2 separate regions of the Mus musculus genome follow, and region 1 is linked to region 2. A link is a contact called in public Hi-C data. All regions are on one chromosome and are shown on one strand. The core of a region is the stretch at or near the end of the contact, and the rest is flanking DNA. Distances in the headings are between cores, read along the strand shown.

The links. A called contact is a pair of places that touch in the nucleus more often than the background predicts.
Region 1: a contact with region 2 is called in a Hi-C map of uterus, with 2.7 times the contacts expected there. The contact joins two enhancer-like sites. A contact is called at or near these places in 7 of 39 promoter capture datasets (the HPC-7 cell line, embryonic stem cells, epiblast stem cells and 3 more), 2 of 15 datasets of contacts at CTCF or cohesin (CD8 T cells and the NIH/3T3 cell line), 5 of 484 Hi-C or Micro-C datasets (ECoMG-derived neutrophils, Th1 cells, astrocytes and 2 more), 9 of 115 datasets of contacts at active chromatin or transcription factors (CD8 T cells, T-cell acute lymphoblastic leukemia, Th17 cells and 6 more) and 3 of 9 other capture datasets (adipose tissue, liver and pancreatic islet).

What each region holds. Positions count from the first base shown.
Region 1 is chr11:109,752,106-109,755,440 of GRCm38.p6, forward strand. No RefSeq gene overlaps it. Among named protein-coding and RNA genes, the nearest start is that of Gm42093, 19 kb to the left of the region's middle. Within about 2 kb of position 2,071, at least 25 of the 459 cell types and tissues checked have an H3K27ac peak or open chromatin away from gene starts, as enhancers often do. A contact at or near this core is called in adipose tissue and uterus, where this site is marked.
Region 2 is chr11:109,669,402-109,672,978 of GRCm38.p6, forward strand. Prkar1a (protein kinase, cAMP dependent regulatory, type I, alpha) reads left to right here. Exons shown (of 11, transcript NM_001373913.1): 11 at 1-262. It overlaps Fam20a (family with sequence similarity 20, member A), which reads right to left. Exons shown (of 11, transcript NM_153782.2): 11 at 3,525-3,577. Among named protein-coding and RNA genes, the nearest start is that of Gm39443, 17 kb to the left of the region's middle. Within about 2 kb of position 1,895, at least 158 of the 459 cell types and tissues checked have an H3K27ac peak or open chromatin away from gene starts, as enhancers often do. A contact at or near this core is called in adipose tissue and uterus, where this site is marked.

The sequences.
Region 1 (3,335 bases), core at 821-3,320, 83 kb after region 2:
TAAGAAAATGCTAACCCAGGAAGCAAGAGACGGCCTGGAGCTCTTGCAACCTTTTTATGTATGTGTGAACATATTTATTCTCACCGTTATGGCTTCACTGTGCAGTAGAAAAAAATTACGACCCGTGGCATTGAACTTTTGACTTTATAGATGTTATTTATGGCTTTAGGATGTGATTTGTAAAAAGTCAAGTTCATTGTAGATTGATTTAAATAAAAATAGCACATAAGGGTTGTATATTGGTATGGCTAGGAAAGAATGCACATGGTGCTTCTGGAAGGGATAAAGTCTGGGAAATACTGATTTATTCCACTTTTTCCTAGTATTTTTTTCATGGCTCATGACTTAACACAGGCCTATCAGGAGGGTTTAAAATCATCCTTAGGTCTTCAGCTGGGAAGGAAGGATGGGGAAGGAGTCTCCAAAATGATTTCAGGATTTCTGTCTGGCATACAAAGCATCAAAACTATCCCCTTAAAAAAATACCACATACCAGGGACAGAGGGTAGATGGTTCAGTGGGTAGAAAGGCTTGCTGCTAAGTTGGATGACCTGAATTAGATCCCTGGAAGCCCCATGGTAGAACGGGAGAACTGACTTCTGAGAGTTATCTTCTGACCTTCACACACATAGAAAAAAACACACACACAGACATGCAAACACATACATGTACATACATGCACACACACACACAAACACACACACACATCAATTAGTTAAAAAGTGCCAGTCGCTAACATTCTTTAGGGCTTATAGAGTTGTCCCCATTCTAAACATTTTATGCATTTCGAATCATCTAAGCTTACAACCACACTGCCAACTTAATCGGTTGCCATCATCATTGTCCTATTATAACAGACGAAAAAATTTCAGGTCCAGATACAACATTGCTTATGGCTTCAGAGCGAGTCTGTGAAGATCCAGTCTCTCTGTGTGTATTTACTGTGCATGTACGCATACATGTGTGCTTGTTTGTGTGGAGAGCAGAGTTAACATCTCGGGTCATTTCTCAGGTGCCATCCACCTTTTCTGCCCCTGAGCTCACTGATTAGAATGGGCTGGGTGGCTAGTAAGCCCAGAGATCTTTTCCGTTTCTGTGTGCACACTTCACATCTGCATTTTTATGTAGATTCTGGGTGTTGACCTTGGATCCTCATGATTGCACGGCAAGCACTTTATTTATTGGGCTGTCTCTGCAGTCCTGAGATCTAAATCTTTATAATACACCCAAGTCAGCCCAACTAATCCCAGCGTCTGCTCTCTTTCCCTGAGAGTTGAGTCATTACAAGCATTCCCTGAAGGAGGAATATTTCTCATTGGGCTACTGAGGGAATCTCCTACTTTGTTCAGAAACCTGACTCTGGTTCCATCGAGCAGAGTTTCTCGTGCTGTTTTGAGCTTTCTGAAGCACACGGGGGACCTTGTGTGAGCTTGAAACTTTTTAATTCAGTGAACCTGGTTTGGCATCTTGAACGATTACCTTTAATGGCCATCTTGATTCAACGTAGAATCAATCACCTGGGAGGAGCACCTCAGTGAGGGGTTGTCTACCCTGGGATGCCTGTGAGTATGTCTGTGGGGTACTCTCTTAATTAAGTTAATTGATGTGAGAAGACCCAGGCCAGTATAGGGAGCACCATTCCCTAGGCAGGGGGCGGGTTATGAAACAAATGAGTAGGGGAAATTGAGCTGAGCACAAGTAGCCTGCATACATGCAGTTAGTTCTCTCTGTTCTTGTCTGTGGATGTGATGCGACCAGCTGCCTCAAGCTCTCACCCTTGTAGGTTCCCTACACTGATAGACTGTAACCTGGAATTGTGAGCTAAATGCAGCCATTTTCCTTTCAAATTGTTTTTTAGCCAGAGTAATTTTACGACAGCCATAGAAACCAAACTAGGGCAGGCCCCTAAACACAGCATTTTTAACAAGAGCCCAGGCACTGCTCTTTCTGCTGAGCCTTGGTTTTGGAAAGAAAGGTCAAGAGCCTTTTATGAATGCAGGATGCACCTCTCTTATGCTTCCTCCCCTTGCCCCGTCTCCAAGGCATCCATTGAGTGCCTGTGTGCATGAGGCTGGGCTCCAACTTGTAGCAAAGAAACAAGACACTTGGCATTCAAAGGGGACTCGGTGTGGACCCAACCTTGGAGCTCTCCCTTCTTCTTTTATTTTTTGGCTAAGAGCAAAATGAACCACAGCATCCAGTTCCTGGGGCGCACAACCATGGCCTTACTTTTCAGGGAAACAAACCCCCAAACACTTGGAGAGAAGCTGGCTTTAGGGCTGTGCCTGTGGCTGTAAATCGCCTTTGAACATTGTGGAACATCTTGGGCCTTTCCTTCAGAAGTCTTTCGAAATTGTTGACGTCCCTGCTGTCTGTAAAGAGACAAACTGCTCTTTCATCTGAGCTCACTTGGCATTGGGACATGGCCTGTCTGTCCCCTTGGCTTGTTGTTTCTAACCTCTTCCTTTCTATCCTGTCTTAGTCTGGAGCCCTGTCGCTCTGCATTCAATGGTGGGCATTGTCACACGAGTGAATCTCACTTAGCCCAAGAGCTTAAGTGTACAAGAAAAACAACTTCTGACATTTTGAAATTCAGTCTAACTCCTGTTTAATGAAGGTGGAAAAGCTTAATCTCAGATAATATGAAGTTTCTTCCGGTGCTCGGATTCTTTTTAAGTTTTAGGAACATAATCCTGTTTATGGGTGTGGGATAAGACATCTGCCCCTCCCATTTGATCTTCCCTGGTTAGCCTAAACATGACACCACAGACTTCCTTGTTCCTCTTGCTATAACTCCTTCATGGTCTTACTCTTTCTTATTAAAGGTGTTTTCCAGGTAATACATTATTGAAGATGTTAACTCTTTCCTGGTCTCTGACATCATTAGCTTTGAAGATATAAGAGTCAGGAAAAGAATATATTCTCTGCTTTCTTCTTTACCTGTGCTCTGCTACTCTATGATGAACTAAGAGACATGGCTATCAAAGTGGACGTGGGGACTGGAGAGATGGCTTTGTCAGTAAAGTGCTTGTCACACACTCAGGAAGATCTGCCTTTTGATCCTCAGAACCCAGGTTAAAATCCCGATGTAGTGGCATGTGCCATCCCAGTGCTGTAGGGAGAGAGAGGGGAGCTAGATATTTAGAAGGCCTTGGGGTGTTTCTGTGCTGGCTTGAATCTGTGACCTCTGGATTCAATGAGACACCCTGTTTCAAGATATAAGATAGGCAGAGATTTGAGGAAGACACATGATATTGACTTCTGGCCTTTACACTTATTCATACAAGTGTGCAATGCAAACACACACACACACACAAACACACATGTGTTTATGG
Region 2 (3,577 bases), core at 645-3,144:
CTTTGTGCAATTTAAATATCAGTCAGAAGTCGTGGTTGGCATACTGTGTCTTTGTGGACTCTTGGCACCATTGTCTCTGGATGGGTGGGCGAATTTAAGCAATCTGCTGAGAAAGCAGAGCTGGCCAAAGGGACAGTTGCTGTTTCCTGGACACTAGTCTGATATACTCTGTGCTAATCTAATCGCTGTTCTTTTGTTACAGACTGTCTCAATGGTAGGTCACAGAATAAAAAAGATGAAATAATTTAAATTCTTAAACGAATCAGTTTTTCTTCCTTTCTTCCTTTTCTTCCTCTGTTTTTCCCCAAAATTTCAGTGGGAAAGAATGAAAGTGAATTTTGGGATTAGAATTTTGAAAAAGTAATGTATTTATTTTTTTTTAAAATACATTCCAATTCAGTTTGTCAAAGGGTGGATTTCAAAACCTTGCTTTTATGGGTGTGGGACAGACTCACTAACAAGCTCTGGAAGGGGAAGGTTCTGTCCAAAGCCATGGCGTTGTTTTCACAGGACAGACCTGTCTGTGTGCCTTAGGGCTTCACAGACTGGATTGGACTCCTGGTTTTACAAGATCCACCTGTAGCTGCTTGAGGATCTTACACATCAAGATTTGTTTCTGTTTCTTCCTGGAGTTTGAAGAGTGAGCACATGAGTTACTCTGGTGATAACTGGGATCTTCACACGCAGGGAAGCTGGAGTTAGTGCTGGAGAGTGGCTGAGTTCTGCTGCTTAAGCTCTGCCTGGCCAGGTTCAGAAGTCCCTTCCTCTCACCAGCTGCATGTCCTTCTTTTAAAACTTGGCCCAGGATGCAGTTTACTGTTGTGTTGACATTCTGAAATTGAATTAGCACAATGGCAGTGGCGTCACTTTGTCTCCAACCTCAAAGATTTGGACCCTTTGTGAACTTTGGCAAAGCCCTGCCAGTGCACTTCCGGGTGGACCAAAACCATGCTAACCATTTAATTTGCCCTCCATCACATCTGCCAAGGGGAAACACAAATCTCTCCCTTCTTACATTTGGGGTATTTCTGTAGAAACCATCATTTTTGTGTACATACACAGCTAAAATTTGTTTCTTGGCATAACTTTAGAACTGTGACATCATCATGAGTCCCTGTAAGAACAAGAAGTAGCTTTGTGATTTTAAAAAAGTCACCACTAGATGGAGAGCTTTTTCTTTATGCTCAGCTTTGCCAACCTCAGATGAGTCGCAGCTGTTTCTCAGTCTGCAGATCCTGCATTTGCGTGTCTCCCTACTTGGTACAATGTAAGTGTGACCCCGAGACTGCCACACCAGAAGCCCTCTGGGACCTGAGCTGCACTCGCAGAGAAAAACGTGATTATCCCTTGCCTTCCCACCCGAGGCTGAGTGAGGTCTGCCTCACCTCATCTGTGGCCATGTCACCTGGGGGCCTCCTGCACCACGCTTGTGTGGGGGCCCTCGTGCCTGCTGTTGATGAGGTCACTCGGTATTTAGAAGGCCTCCCAGGATAGTGCTCATGGGCTGACTCGCGTTCCTGAGTTTGAGAAAGCTGTCTCTTACTGTGAACGTGCAGCAGTAGACAGATGCAGTGTTAAAGAACCAGCAATGTAAAGACATGATCTTTACCACACAAGATGAGATTCTGTAGTAATGGGTCAGTGAAGTTAGACTAGAGAATCCTAAGAACCTGACCTCATACTTCTCCTAGGGGCAGTAATAATTTACCAGTTAAGAGGCCAGGAGTTTAATAGGACAGAATTGCTCCCTATAAGAGAATTGACTTATCCTTAGATAGGTCCAGCATTTGGAGAATGCTGTGGCATATCCCTCCAAACTGATCCCTACCAGTTCACACAGTCTTGGTTTTTTTATTTGCTTGCCAGTGGTAACATGGAAAGTTTTCACATAGACTCAGAATATTTTTTTTCCCCATGGGAAGTTGAGCAATGATTCAGAGTGCGTAAGCTGTAAGAACTCCACACTCTGAGAATGGAATGTTTTTGTCTTCTGGTGCTTTTGAAAAATGCTGCTCTTAGCTTTATGTTGTTGTTGTTAGAAAAACAGATAGTTAAAAGTAGCCTATATAGTTATCCATCATAGAATCAAGCCGAGTTACTTTGGTTTTGAAATGTAAAGCAGATTTCAGAGTCTCGAGAGACTGGTCTGCATCAGGGAGGCCATGTTGGAGATGGACTGCAGCTCGCCCGAGCCAGGCTGGCTGAGAGCCCCAAACCATCCTTTCTTTGATCTGACAGTGCCTGTCCCCCCCAGCCCCCAATCTTCAGTGTGGCTTCCTTGTGCTTCCCAGACATGGGAGAAGAGAAGAAACAGTTGATGTTGCTGCAGGAAGCTGCGCCTCACAAAAGGGCCTTCTTGAGAGGGAAGTCTTTAGAACCAGTTTTCTCTGGTAAAGAGTTGACTTTGCTGTTTTTTCTCCTGTAGCCCAGCCCAGCCCAGCCCAGCCCAGCCTTCAACTCTACACTCTTTGTTTCAGCCACTCAAGGGTGGGGATTTGCTGGAATGAGTCACAGCACCCAGCAAATTTGACTTCACAAATGGGTGTGATGCTATACATTTTGGAAGAAGTCTAAACCACAAGATGATGTGGTTTTGTCTCTTGAGAGCTATAGTTCTCATCCTTACACATTGGAGGAGGGGCATGCTCGTGAGGGTTGCAGACCTATGTCTTGCAGGGTAGTGTCTGGGACTGGCAAGGCTCTAGGGTGAATAGAGGCAAGGTTATTTCGCAAACTGGGTTCTGGGGTTGTGTGCCCATAACGTGGGGTGCTAGGATGAATCAGAACCATCCACTACAAGACCAGCATGGTGACTCGTGCCTTAATCCAGGCACTTGGGAAGTAGAGGCGGGAGAATCAAGAATTCAGGGCCAGCCTGGTGTACATGAACTCCAATCTCAGAAGACCAAAACAATACTACCTGTTCTCAGTCATCCTGTCTGTCCTTGGACATATGCACAAGTCTGAGTGACATTGCTGGTTCTGGATTTGTCCCTTGTAGTGATGTCTTTTCTTCCTCCCCTCCATATTTTTTGATCCTCTGGCTTTTATCAGACAATAAAGTGATTTGATCTGATGAAGCCATGCGACCCTAATCTTCCACCAGCTCCCCCTTTTGTGTCTGGCTCTTGGTTTTGACATACATGGTGTCACTTCCTCACGCAGCCCAGGCTAGCCTCGAATTCCCTGTGTAGCTCAAGAGTGTCTCTGAACTTCAGCTTCTCCTGAGTGCTGGCGTTACCGGATGTGTGATGCTGGGGGGTTGAACCTGAGAGGCAAGCACCCCACCCACTTGCGAGCCACACGGCTCTCGGTTGCCAATTCCTCAGTTGATAATATTCTTCAGATTGGAGTGTGCCCCCTAACTGAGCAGTCTTACCCTTAGTATTTCTGGGAGTGACCTGGCTGAGATTATTGTATTCAGATAGTGTTAGGGACCAGAATGTCAGTATAAAAAAAGTGACTTTTTTGGTGTGTGTGTACTGTACCTGCATATACAGTAAGGACTTGGAGAAAGCCAGTTATCCGCTTGATGTCCCTTTATTTGATATGGTAGAATAAAAACCGCTCCTGGGAA